Regions from separate parts of the Hordeum vulgare genome. Here region 1 is linked to region 2. The links are chromatin contacts, called in public Hi-C maps. All regions are on one chromosome and are shown on one strand. The core of a region is the stretch at or near the end of the contact, and the rest is flanking DNA. Distances in the headings are between cores, read along the strand shown.

Region 1 (6,924 bases), core at 228-2,727, 340 kb after region 2:
AAGAAAATATGCTTCACATCCTCATGGTGTCAGGTATGCTAAAATGAATATACTAAAAATCATGGCCTGTGGATGAGCCCATCCAGAAATAATAACTGGGAAGTAAGGAAGAAATTATCTCTTGGTCGATAGAACAAATAAACATGAATACGAGACTGGATATATGGAACTTAAACAGATCAAACTGTTTTTTATCAATAAATTCACTAGCATTGTTCATATATGCTTTGAAATGAAGGTCAGATGCAACCCATTGGCCAGCACATCGACTCATTCGACAGCCCATTGGATCGACAAAAAATCAAGTACATGGAAACTCAATGTTAGCCTGTCATGACAAGCAGAAACCTTGAGTATCTGTTTTACCATTAACTTGCCAGAGGATCCACACTGGTTGTTCTTTTTTAGCCCATTAATTAGGTTTAATCGTTTGTGTACACAATTGGCAAAAACAAGCTAATGCCTCAGGGGCCCTTCTAAATGGTAACACCTCCTCCCGTGGTTCTAGATACAGAAATGAAGCAGAAGCTTGATACCCGGGCATCCATAGTGGTCCACAGAACAAGTCTACCTACATATACCCGGGCATCCTCATCCAGAGCCCTATAAGTATAACAAGGCGAAATCGGAATACTGATTAGTGGCTACTACTGGTGTGGTTTCTTTGCTTGGTGTACAAATCTGAAAACTAGTAGTATGTCCCTGAATGCCAGGTAAATTGACAGTATCCTAGTACTAGATGGACTTCCAGCAGATTCCTGCAATCTGTTTGACCGTATGGCAACACGAAATGCTCTCATAAAGCACGACAGTCCTCGGTGACAGAGAATCTAACTGAATCTTCTGATCCCTTGTTCGGATCCCCTGTTCGTTCTCTGCTGACACACGCCATGATGGTCTCTGCCACTTCGCTTGCTTGTTAGCTCAGCTGACTGCACCAGCTGGTTGTTGAATTATATCCATCTTAAACATACTCCAGCTATGCCCGGTTCCGAGCATGAAGCATGTGCGGATCTCTCGCTTCCTTTGACGATCAGTGGCAGTGGCCGGGTAATTCTCTTCCTAATTTTCTCCAGCACATCCCGGATCGAGAAACAAAGCGGCCCAAGAACGCTGGCTAGTCAAAACTAGAGTACCCGATAACGCACTCGTCACAAGTTGAGACGAGGCAACGCCGAGAGACCAGCCGGATCTAGCTGACGGCGGGATCTACCAATCTACGGAGACAGCAACCCAGTCCCGACGGCAGCCGGCAAGCTAAGTAAGTAAGCAAGTTGCTCGGACTATGAGCAGGAGAGGAGTTGGAGATCGCTTACAGTCACGGTTACGGAGACGCCGGCGGCGAGGGAGGCGTCGGCTCGGAGGTGGAGAAATGGGGAACCGAGGGACGACGAGCGGCAGCGACTGCTTATCAATGAGTGGAGGGATGTTTGTTGGCCGCTGCTGCTGCTGCGATCGGATCGGTCTCGAATTCTGAGATGCACGCAAGAAATAGACTACACGTAGCTCCGGTGTGGGACCCGGTCGACCTGGATTTCGGCCGTTGCCATCGTAGAGTGCCGGGCCGGCCGTGCAAGTTGCTACTACTCGGCCGGTCACCGGAGAAAACGACATTTTTCCTTCCTGTGGATTTTAGGGCAGGAGATGCAAGATTTTTGGCACCGCGGACGCTGATGTAAAAACTGCTTCATAATTTTTTGGCCTTCTTATATTTTTCTTCATCTATATCTATACTAGTTGAATGACCGTGCGTTGCCACGAAACTATAAACTTAGACATGAGTAATTGCTAAAAAGAAATAAAATATGATTTCATAAATATATGTTTTGAGAACAGGTTGTAGGTGCCGTACATTTATTTCTTGCAATCTGTTCAAAAAAATCAAATATATTTCCCTTCCATGTATTTCTAGGAAGTCAATTTACTGCATGCTACAATGTTAGAAAGTAGGTAGTAGTTGGTTAAGGAGTAAAATGAAGAACCGACAAAATTTGATGATACACATGCTCATTGTTTCCTTGTCGGCCGAGTGTTGCTCCTATGGTTATTTAACATTCAATCTTGTTTTCAACATATTGAATGATTAGAGTGAATTGCAAAAGCTAGTTCGTCAATGTCCGAATTAAGGAGGGACTATAATTCATACTTCGGCTGGTGTAATAGCACTACATAGCATGTTTTTCAATCATATCTAGACACGATATAATGTTTGCTATCTTTTGACAAATCATCAATATGTCTGCACTTGGTGGCATTGGTATTCATACCTATAAGAGAAACTGATTCTTACCATTTCATTATCCCATCCTGAAAGAAAATCATGTGGTAAACAACTGAAGAAAACGAAACAATAATAGCACATATCACTTCAAAATACTTAAACTATATTTGTTCCTGATTCATAAGGGCATCTAGAAAAATAAAAAAGTACACTTTTATATGACAAGAGTCAAATAAAATAAGCCCGTTTTACACACTCCAATCATAGACCTTGCACTCCGTTCATTTTTGTATAGGCCACTATCAATTTTCAGTTACTCTGAGTAGTGCTAGTTCCAAACTGATCAAAGAAGCAAATAAAAGAAGAACTCATTTATGAAACAAACAAATGGAATATGATATAAACTTCATTATGGAATTATTGTGCTTCACTCCAAGGATGTTGAGAATTATACAAAATATGGTTCTGGCTTATATATATTAGCAAGGCCATAAAAGATCCATTACTTGAGAGTACCACAGAAGTCCAAAACAATTGTTCCCGATGGGCTCTTCATGTGGTGAATTAATTTGTTTCCACCTGCACTATGCAATAAAACAAAATTACATTAAAAAAATTAATGGCCCAATAGTTTTATTAGTATCATCCTAAAACTATTTTTGGCACTATGATGTTTGTTACTAAAGGCAAGTTAAGAAGATGTTATGTTGTAATAATCTATGCAAGCAGGTCACCTATAGAGTTAAATGTCGTTAACAGAAATTCATGGGCCTAGTTTCCTTTGTTGTAAAGATATAGGGTGTCGAAGGTGAATTCGTCGAAGGCTTCATAGATAAGAACATAGTGATGCAGAACAAAGAGAAGGAGAAAATAGTTGACCCACTTCGTTTTGTTTTCTCCTTCGATTGTTTTCTCCTTCCAGGAATATCTCAAAGGCTATTCCTCGGAGGCGATGTGTAATGGCTTTACCAAAAAATGATGGATAATATCTGAACTTTTCTAGTTTTTATATTGTTGCATGATGTGATAAAGAATTTCAGGTATCAGGAACTTTAGCACACCCTGCACACACTGAAAGGATGAAACAAGAGTAAAATTTTATTTCTAGATGCAGGTGAATACATTTCACAACCACAAAAAATCATATAGGGCTTAAAATCAACTATGACCACAACCAGGCAAACGAAAAACAAGCAATATTTTTGTCCTTACCTTCATACCTCAGCAGCAAAATTTCTATTCCATTGCCAAACACAACCTACATAATAAATCAGTACATTACTTCTACAGTTTGTGAGATGTTATCAAGCTTAGTGACACGACAAAAGCATCACAATGCACCATTCCTTCAGCTAGTGACCTCTTGGAGTTAATTATAGATGATTTCCAAAACAAGAAGTGAGATGTTGTATTTGGGCCTCACCTAAACACACTCCTGCTTATTCTCTTGCCTAAACTATATATAGTCAATAACCTACAATTGAAAATGGTTTCAAGAAAGATGAACATAATAAAATGCCTGGCAGCATATAATCAGTAATCTTCTAGGTGTGTGTGCCAGATTTCTTTTATGAAACCAGAACAAAGTTATTTATGTGAATCTCTAGTTAGAAACCAACTGAAATAAATAAAATGTCTAATGTGAAAACTCATAAAACTGAAGGACTAAAAAATAGCAGGATTGAGCACCACATACCAAGTGTTAGCTCTCGAAAAGACTAGTCTTATCACTTTAAGGTCGATCCATCATGAAGGAAAGCATGAACAAATGGTCAAATTATGTAAAGAAAAACAATCAATATTCAGAGGACTGTTAACTACACCTCAAGGAGCATTTTGAAGCAGGGAAATTATATATCATGATTAACATTATCCTTGCCAAGTCAAGATTTTTTCCTTTTACAAGCTTGATCTCCCATATGAAGTATCTTATATATACAACATAGCAAGGTACCCTATATGAAATAACAACTGGGACAATAAACAGAATTACTACTCAAGGTGAACGACCAAAAACTAATTGAAATATGCAATTTCAGAATCCACTCCATTCACTAAAAATGGAAAAGCAAAAGATGGACTGTATCAATAAATAATATACTAATGGTCAGGTTAGATCATAGCTTAGAACTACTTAAATTAGCACAACAAATCTTGATAAAATAGTGAAACCACCAGCTTGCTAGTTCTCTCTTTTTGTTGCCTATAGATTTCACATATTGTGAGAGTTCACCAAAGATTGCCTGTCCAAGTAATATAGAAATCCTAACTCCGCTTACCCAGGTGATACATATTAACATATAGCCCCTAGGTTTTATCACCGTTAGTTGAAGAGGTCCGTTACATGTGTTCGGGTGTTGCTAGCTAGTCGATCTTCTCCAGCAAGCACTCACGGCCACCAGGCTGCTCTTGGGAATGTAATCGAAGACGAGCAACTTCTCCCCCTTGGGGCCGAGGTAGTAGGCTCTAAGCAAGAGGGGTTGGGATGCCTGCAGACCTTACCGAGCACCACCGCCGCAGCCCCGAACTCCATCTGGCCCTTGGAGATCTTCTCCCGTAGTCGCTCACGGCCGCTGCCGTCCTCCAGCGCCGCCTTGTACACGTATGTGCTCTTCCTCGTAAACTCTGCCATGGCGCACAACAGGTCATCGGCCGTGAACGCCAGCGACCCGTCGACGTGAACCGGCTTCCCACCCACGTCGCCGCCGGACTCCGCCTCAGACGCCCCCGGCTTCTCGTCTCCAGCGTCGCCTTGTACACGTATGTGCTCTTCCTCGTGAACTCTGCCATGGCGCACAGCAGGTCATCGGCCGTGAACGCCAGCGACCCGTCAACGTGAACTGGCTTCCCACCCGCGTCGCCGCCGGACTCCGCCTCAGACGCCCCCGGCTTCTCGTCTCCAGCGTCGCCTTGTACACGTATGTGCTCTTCCTCGTAAACTCTGCCATGGCGCACAACAGGTCATCGGACGTGAACGCCAGCGACCCGTCGACGTGAACCGGTTTCCCACCCACGTCGCCGCCGGACTCCGCCTCAGACGCCCCCAGCTTCTCGTCTCCAGCGTCGCCTTGTACACGTATGTGCTCTTCCTCGTGAACTCTACCATGGCGCACAACAGGTCATCGGCCGTGAACGCGAGCGACCCGTCGACGTGAACCGGCTTCCCACCCACGTCGCCGCCGGACTTTGCCTCAGACGTCCCCGGCTTCTCGTCTCGCCCAGCAGCTGCAGGGGCGCCAGCGTCAGCGTCCTTGCTTGAGGACTGCTTCCCGCTGCGTGCTCCAGTAGATGCAGGGCAAATGCGGAGCAGGGCTCAACGGCGAGAAAGTGAGAGGCCGAGACGTCATCCCATGTCGCCGCGCAGCCCAGTTCAATGAAGTTTCTCACGAGATACGAGATTGGAATCGAGGGGGTTGGAGGATGTGGGGCAAGTCCAACGAAGAAAGAAGAGGAGGGGGTTGGAGGGAGTTGAGACGTGCGTTGTGGCTAGTGGGTCGTGGTTGTTTTTCAGTTTTTTTTACCGCGTGCGTGCATGTGAAGAAAGAAGGGTAGCGAACGAGGTAGAGGTTTTTTATTGAACCGGCTGTTTTTTATTGAATTGATTGGTTTTTAGAGGGATAAAAAAAATCGATGGAAGGACGTGGGTGGGAGGATAGCTAGCGTTAGGAGGGGAGATCGAAGGAGGTCTAACCATCACAACGGCAGATCCCCCTTTAATAGTAGAGATATCTATCTATACCTACTAATAAAAAAAAATCTTAGTCCGTCATACTATTTTTTTTAAAAACCCTTCAAGTTTCTGATCATCAACCCGCAGTATTAATTTATTTTTCAAAAATCCATATCCTTTGAATCTTAACTCTAAATTTCTTCCGTTCGGGAAAAAATCATTTCAGGGTTTTTCTTCTGTTTGGACTCCGTTCCAAAATAAGATCTGAAAAGAGTCAAAAACACGGAAAAAACAGGAACTAGCACTTGACACTAAATTAATAAGTTAGTCCCAAAAAGATATAAAAAGGTACATAAAACATACAAAGAAGGCAAGATAACAGCGTGAAACCATCAAAAATTATAGATACGTTTGAGACGTATCAAGCATCCCCAAGCTTAACTCCTGCTCGTCCTCGAGTAGGGAAGTGATAAGAATGAATTTTTGATGCTTTCATGCTACCTAGCATAGGTGTCCTTTGTAATTCCTCTTATGTGACGTGAATGTTCAGATCCATTAGATTCAAAACAATAGTTTGCTATTGACGTGGAAACAATAATAATTCAAGCAAACTAGCAAAGTAATCATGAACTTTCAAAATAACAAGGCCAAAAGAAAGTTATCCCTACAAAATCATATAGTCTGGCTATGCTCTATCATCATTGCACACCGAATTTAAATCATGCACAACCCCGGTATTGGCCAAGTAATTGTTTCACACCTTTACTTTCTCAAACATTTTCAACTCTCACGCAATACATGAGCGTGAGCCATGGTTATAGCACTATAGATGGTGTGGAATGTAGTGGAGGTTGCAAGACACAAAAGGAGAAGATAGTCACATTAACTAGGCATATCAATGAGCTGTGGAGATGCTCATCAATAGATATCAATGTGAATGAGTAGGGATTTCCATACAAATGATGCACTAGATCTACAAGTATGTGAAAGCTCTTAAAGAAAACTAGTGGGTGTGCATCCAACTTGCTTGCTC
Region 2 (7,453 bases), core at 2,339-4,838:
AATTTATATAATTTAGAATTACAAAAACTTTTGCATATTAAAAAATAGGATTTTTGAATTAAAATGCTGACAAAAACATAAAGTGTTTGTGGATTCAAAAAAAGTGCCGGTTTTTTATATTTTTTTCGCAAATTCCAAAACAATGTCCATGAATTTACTAACTATATTACTGATTTATCAAAATGTTTGTTTACTCAGAAAAACTTCATGCGTTTCAAAAAATGTTTGTGAATTTAAAATGAATCCTCCAATATAAAAAATTATGTTTGTCTTTTCTTGAATTGGTCGCCAATTCAAAAGAAAATAGTTAAATCCGTTCGAAATATAAAAAATATTCAAGATTTTTAGTAAATGTTTTTAAATTGTAAAAAATGTTCTCGATTTTAAAATTGTTCCCATATTTGTAAAAAAAATCATGAAAGATCTAATGTATGTAGTTAAACATTAATGCTTCTAAGCCTTTGTGACAATATATCTGTGTAAATTTTCAAGAATTAACTGTTGGATGGATCGAATTATTATTGTATGTTTGCTAAAAAACATTATTGAAATTCAGATAAATCTTTGAGTTACCAAGATTTTTGACTACCATGATATATATTTTTTGGAAATGTAAAGATTGATTCAACTTGTGAATAAATTTAGAAGAAGAAACATTTTCTTGCATTTGTGCACAAAATTTTAAAATCAAACGATGATATGTGAACATAATGTGGTTACCATCATTGAAGATTATGTTTTTTTTCTTTCGTGACAACGCACGGGCCATTTTGCTAGTACCTATTTATACGATGCTACCGGTGCATCCAACACCCACTGATGCTTTTAAAAAAATTAAAAAATATATGACATGGGTAACACCAACTTCTAACATGTCACAAAAATTTGGAGCAAATTTCATAACGAAAGTTGAGAAGAAAAAACTGACAAAATAATCTGGCCTTTAAGGTTGGCCCATTATCACTATTGACAGCAATTTAGTCATTTTTTCTGGTGGCATGTTTCAAATTTTGATTTGAATTTTTATGATATACATATTTCTTTAGCTGTGACATCATATTTTCATGTCGTGACTATGTGCTAATTTATTTTCAGATTTTGTTAAATATCTTTACATTGTATTTTGTCGTCGAGTGCACCGGTAGCACCATGAAGATGGGTGGATACTTTCCCTTGCCTCTCCACCTGCAATCTGTAAATGTAACATCCAGTTCTTCTGAGGCAGCACGGGAGTCATTCCTCGCGGTGATTGTTTCTATTTTTTGTGGAGATGTCTTGAGGAGGATTTTAAGATTCGACACACGAAAGGAAAAGGCCATAAGAAACAAATTGGAAAGGCCGTGTTTATATGACTGAAATATCTGTTGCAAACAAGTGATAAGCGACTCACTGAGTTTCAGCTTAGGCAAAGTTTCTGAATTTCCTAAAACATTTCTGTGAAACGGCCAGCCAAAATTTTCATCCTCCACATGTCAAAAACACTCATCAGCCTCCACTGAAAGAAGGAAAACCGAGAGGATGACGACGACTCAGATGGCTGTCCCCGTCGAGCCCTCTGCAGGGGAACATTTTCACGTGCATAAATGCAGGTCAGAAAATTTCCCGCAGAAGGCCAGTGCTGCAGCACTACTGCGCAGCAGTAACACATTTGCGGCAGCAAATAATACTCGCCCATCCGGATCAGAGAAACCGGCGTCAGGCCGGGGACTGCGCCCACAGCAGAAAGAACCAACCAGCGGAATCTTTCTGCTCACGCCTTGTCTGATCTTTGTTAGCTTCATCGGTTTAAGCTCGCACTACGGTTGACGACATCGATCTCTATCCCTGATTTCGATCGAATTCGGATTTCTGTTAAGTGTGAGCTCAAGTAGGACGGGGTTTGCCGTATGGAGAGCGAGAATTCGTCTCGCAAGAGATGGTTGGAATCCTATGGAAGGCTGCTCGAGGAAGCCATGAACCCAAACGGCTAGCACTGCACTTATAGAGTACAAGAAACAAAACTCCCAACTCACCGTGACACAGCCAGACCAAATCATAATCCAATCCAATCCAATCCAATCCGCAGGAGACAGGCACAGGAATCCCCCGTCTTGTTTCACAAGGAGGAAGAACATTTCAAGAACACAAGACAAGAAGAGAGCAGCATTACTTATACAAGTCGTAGCATCAAGAATTTACAAATCAGCAGCAGCAGCAATCATCATCATCGGAATCACAATATCCTCCTGGAATCGCAGAACCCCCTCTCGCGGTAACAATCCATCCGTCCATCCAGCAATTAATCGCCCTTATTTTCCCGAGCCCAACGCCATCATGTCATCATCAATCTCCTCCCCCTCGGAGGCGAGGCGAGGCGATGAGTCAGACCCTCACCTCTCCATCTCGGCCTCGTCCTCGCCGGTGGCGGACGGCGGGGGAGGCGAGGATAGCTGCGCCGCAGCGAGCGCGTCGGCGAGCGCGCGCATGGCCTTGACCTGCATCTCCAGCGCGGCCACGTAGTCGGCCGTCTCCTCGAGCAGGTCGGGGGCCTGCAGCTTCCGGCAGCCCGGGACGAGCCGGCCCAGCACGCGGAGCCGGTCCTTCACCTTCTTCTCCTTGAGCACCGGTGGCTCGCCGGCGGCCGCGGCCTTGGACGCAGCGGCCGCGGCGCGCGCCTGCGGGCGGCGGTGGCGTCGGATCTTCCCGCCGGCCTTGACGAGCACGCGGCGGCGGCAGGACGCGGCGCCGGCCAGCAGGATGGCGCGGCTCCAGCGCGACTGTCCGCGCGCCGTGAGCGCCAGCGCGGAATCGGCGGCCGCCTTGACGGCGCGCGGCTGCGTGTGGTGCGCGGAGGACGCGGCGCCGGACCGCGTGGCCCGCAGCGCGTCCAGCAGGCGCCGGCCGTAGATCCTCTCCTGCGTGCCGCTGCGCCACTTGGTCTGCGGCGGTCCGGCGGCCCCCGGCGCGGCCCCGCCCGGTTTCCCCCGCCGCTTGGCCCCGCCCATCCGGACACCCGCCGCGGCCGACGACGACGAGGAAGACGACGACCCGCCTATAGAGATCATGGCCGCGCACCTGGATGGAGAAATCAATCGGCGGGTGGCGTGCGGAGGTGACTCAGCGGAGAGAGGTGGGTGGGAGAAAGGAGAAGATGGTGGTGGTGGTGGTGGTGGAGATGGTGGGAGTATGAAGAAGAAAGAGAAGGTGGAGGAGAGGAGAGGAGAGGAGAGATTAGCTTTCCGTCGCGGGGGTGGGCGTACTTATTTGCTGGTGCGGTGGTGGTGGTGGTGGTGATTAGCGACTGGATTAGACATTGGAGTAGTCCTAGTGCGGGTGTTGCCTGCTCGCTCCTTCCTTCCTTCGTCGCCGCGCCTTTGTTTGGTGTGGAATTTGGCGCTGTAGCGTGGCCTCCGCGCTGCTCGCTCGCTCGCTCGCTACGGTCGCTATTGATGAGTGCGCGCTTTCTTATTTTCACTTTTTTGCCGTGCTAGTATTAGTGTTTCCCAACGTTGTGGTTCATATTAAGCCCTTTTGATTTTACCTGAAAAAGGGCCTTTTTATCCGAAAGATGCGCCCTTTTTGATTTCGTGGTGTATATATTATTATTTTTTACCATAAACTTGGTCAAAGTTTATAGTTTTGACTTTAAGTAAATTCAGCGTGCCAAATAAACAAAAACAAAGGAGTATCGATCTTCGACCACTTTGTTAAAACCACGTGTCATCTCCATGCTAGCTATCAGCACTCAAGTCAGAGTCGTTGTTGAAGTCGGAATCACTAGTTGATTCATAATAATAGTGATGTCGTGAGTGTTGGGTTTTCTTGTTGCGAAAAATACTCGATCATTTAGTAATACGCAACCTTAGAGAAAATACAGCCAAATCCATGGAGCACCAAACCATGATTATAAGCACTCAAGCACGTCGAAGATGCTGTCGTCATGCCCCTTCCTTATGGGAGCGGGTCGAACCTTATTATAATAGACCATCGGAAAGTCCTCGTGCTAAGAGGACAAATAACCAACACACCGGCATATATCAATCATCGCCGACGATGAAAAGTGTAGATCAAAAGGGTCATTCCTGCAAAGACATCAACGAAATAAGGGTCAAACAAATCCAAATGGATCCGTCAGAGACGCGCCTCATCGTCTTCCGTCGGAGAGGGGACGGGACGGGGACGACATTACACTAAATCTGAGACACATTTGTTCTCTTGTCGTCCAGCCAAAAACACTGAAACTACCTAAAGCACTGATGCACTCCCTCAAGGGAGGGAGTCCGTTGTACCTCCAAGGCCCAAGGGCCATCTTAGGTGGGGTGGACGAACAGTGGTGCTGGCAGGGATGAAACCCTAAAATTTGTTGAGTCATTATGGAGAAAGAGAACAATTCATTACGTGGGTGTGTACATAACCTATGAGTGTTGAGTTACTTGTGTGCATGTTAATTTTTGTTCACACGTTTCTATCTAATGTATTTGTCTATTTTATCAACTTAATTTGAATGAGGTGAAATTTGCCTCCAAGTTTACGAAATATGCCTAGTTGATTGAGGATCTTTAAGTCACATTAAACCAAGCTTAGTCACAAAATTGACCTCGTGGTTCTTTGTTCTGCTTATTTTTATTCCTCATTTTGCATTTGAGATCCATAGGTTTTCAGTTAGGTTTGAAGATATGAACTAGACCCTTAAAAGGATGGTGAAAGAACGTGGATGTCGCGTAGAGGTGGGGGGATAAGCGCTTTAAAATAATTATAGTTTCGGTTTCAACAAATGCAGAAAAAAAACTAACTTTAATTGGTCAAGCACAAAACCTAAAACAACTAGGCTCACCTAAGTGCACCAACAACTTATGCTAAGCAAGATAAACAACTAAATGATAGCAAGATATATGATGTGAAACAATATGGCTATTATAAAGTAAAGTGCATAAGTAAAGGGCTCGGGTAAGAGATAACCGAGGCACGTGGAGACGATGATGTATCCCGAAGTTCACACCCTTGCAGATGCTAATCTCCGTTTGGAGTGGTGTGGAGGCACAGTGCTCCCCAAGAAGCCACTAGGACTGACGTAATCTCCTCACGCCCTCGCACAATACAAGATGTCGTGATTCCACTAAGGGATCCTTGAGAGTGGTCACCGAACCCATACAAATAAGGTCGGGGCAATCTCCACAACTTATCTAGAGGCTCCCAACACCACCACCACGAAGCTTCACCACAATGGATTGTCGCTCCGAGGTGACCTCAAATGCTCGGGGCAGTCTCCACAACCTAATTGGAGACCCCGACGCTTGCCGAGAGCTTTACACCATAATTATTGAGCTCCGAGGCACCACCAACCGTCTAGGGCGCCAAAGCACCCAAGAGGCACAAGCTCTAGGGTGCCCAAACACCCAAGAGTAATAAGCTTCTCAAACTTCACTTCCACGTATCACCGTGGAGAACTCAAATCTATGCACCAAATGCAATGCAAGGGCACACGGAGTGCCCAAGTCCTTCTCTCCCAAATGCCACCACAACAACTAATGTTATGGAAGAAAATGAGAGGAAGAACGAAGAAGAACACGGAGAACTCCACGATCTAGATCCAAGGGGTTCCCCTCACAAATAGGAGAAAGTGATTTGTGGAATGTGGATCTAGATCGCCTCTCATTTTCCCTCAAGAACTAGCAAGAATCATTGTAGGGGTTGAGAGTTAGCAAGCTCAAAGAAGGTCAACAATGGGGGGAAAATATGAGTTCAAGTGTTGTGGACCAATGGGGAAGAAGACCCCCTTTTATAGGTCCCCACGAATCTACCCGTTATGTGCAGAATAACACAGAGGTGGTACAACCGCTATAAGTACCGGTACAACCGCCAGGACCAAGCATGGGTGGTGGCTAAGTACCGAGTGGTACAACCGCTCTGAACATTGGTACAGTCGTTCAAAATGAGTTGACCACAACAACCTGGTCACTACCACCCAAGTATCGCACCAAAACAAAGACTAGTCTGGTGGTGGGGCAGTACTAGGCCGGTACAACCGCGTGAAGCCGCCTCATAGGGTTTACCAGATTTTGGCGGTACAACCGCCAGGAGGCAGCAATACAACAGTTGGGCAACAACCTAAGAGCAGCAACCCCAGGGTATCACCCCTCAGATGGTAATTGCACCAGACTTACCGGCCAAGCGGTACAACCGCTTGCAAGAAAACAGGTAAGACGAGAACTGCCATAACTGCTGCAAATGAGTTCCAAATTGAGCAAACTCAAGCTTGTTGGATTCAGGATGACAATAGCTAGCCAACATTGATTAATGATATGGATAATGCTAATGATATAGAGATGTGAAACCTCTATGAATGAAGAACCGACAAAAACACCAACATCAAAAACATCATAGACGATGCACATGGACTCCATTTTCGATGAACTCGAGCTTGTCATGAAGATGACCATAAGCTCTACAACTCAAAAATAGAAACACCAAACAAGAACCAAGAAAGATGATGCAAGGATGCAAATGGTTTGAGCTCTCGACGAACGATACGATCAAGCTAGTCTCTTGAGAGCCCCCCTTGATAGTACGTCAATCTATGCTATAACCCAGTCTCCCAACTAACACTATGAGACTCGTAGAATAGAAAAGCTATCAAGGGCAAAACTTTGCCTTGCGCATAGTCTACTTGATCTAGATGATGACGATGTTGTGCTCCTCAAGATGGACCAACTTTCTTGATTGCCTTGCCTCCATGAAGACTAGTCGATTTGTCCCCCATACTCCACTATGGGTGAGCCACTCTACCACACATCTTGACAAGTCCATTGTCACCACAATGGACAACAAGCTTCAACCATGATCTTTTCATGATGTTCCACTTGAACTTGCACGCCACAATCTTGATGACGATCAACACTTGATGTCATCCTCCATGGGATGTATGAGAACTTCCTTTTGACGCAAGCCCATGGAGACATACCTGACCCCGCATAGAACTCTCATGTAGAACATGGGTTAGCACATAAAGCGTAATGGACAATACTTATCATACCGTGGGATCACTTGATCCCTCTCGGTGAATCTTATACGCTTTGTGTGTTGATCAACTTGATTCACTCTTTGACTTCGTCTTGATCAACCATGTATCTTATCTTCTATATGACGAGTCTTTGGATACAAACTTGAATACCACCTTGGTCACCAAATGAACTCCTTGAAACCAAGCGATGGACTTCAAGAAGTGCCTACGGACAAATCCTTCGAATATAACTCAAGGCAACCATTAGTCCATAGGGATTGCCATCAATTACCAAAACCACATATGGAGAAATATGCTCTAACAGGTGGGATGGCAGAATTGTTAGATTTAGTTTGAGAAGTCAACATAGAAAATAACCAGTTTGGACTCCTGAATTGTGGTTCTCGCCCGAATTGAACTCTGAATTATGAAGTTAACTATATGAAATTGTGAACTTCTTAAAATTGTTTTGAA

Evidence for each region. A called contact is a pair of places that touch in the nucleus more often than the background predicts.
Region 1: a Hi-C map of leaf shows a contact between it and region 2, with 4 times the contacts expected there. The contact joins the promoter of LOC123443348 here to the promoter of LOC123439717 in region 2. A contact is called at or near these places in 4 of 6 Hi-C or Micro-C datasets (leaf, seedling and an unstated tissue) and 1 of 1 datasets of contacts at active chromatin or transcription factors (embryo).

Annotation. Positions count from the first base shown.
Region 1 is chr3H:156,023,773-156,030,696 of MorexV3_pseudomolecules_assembly, forward strand. It overlaps LOC123443348, which reads right to left and starts at 1,478. Exons shown (of 7, transcript XM_045119687.1): 1 at 1,317-1,478.
Region 2 is chr3H:155,686,242-155,693,694 of MorexV3_pseudomolecules_assembly, forward strand. LOC123439717 (transcription factor bHLH150-like) reads right to left here and starts at 3,589. Exons shown (of 1, transcript XM_045116404.1): 1 at 2,030-3,589. The coding sequence starts at 3,044. The coding sequence ends at 2,370.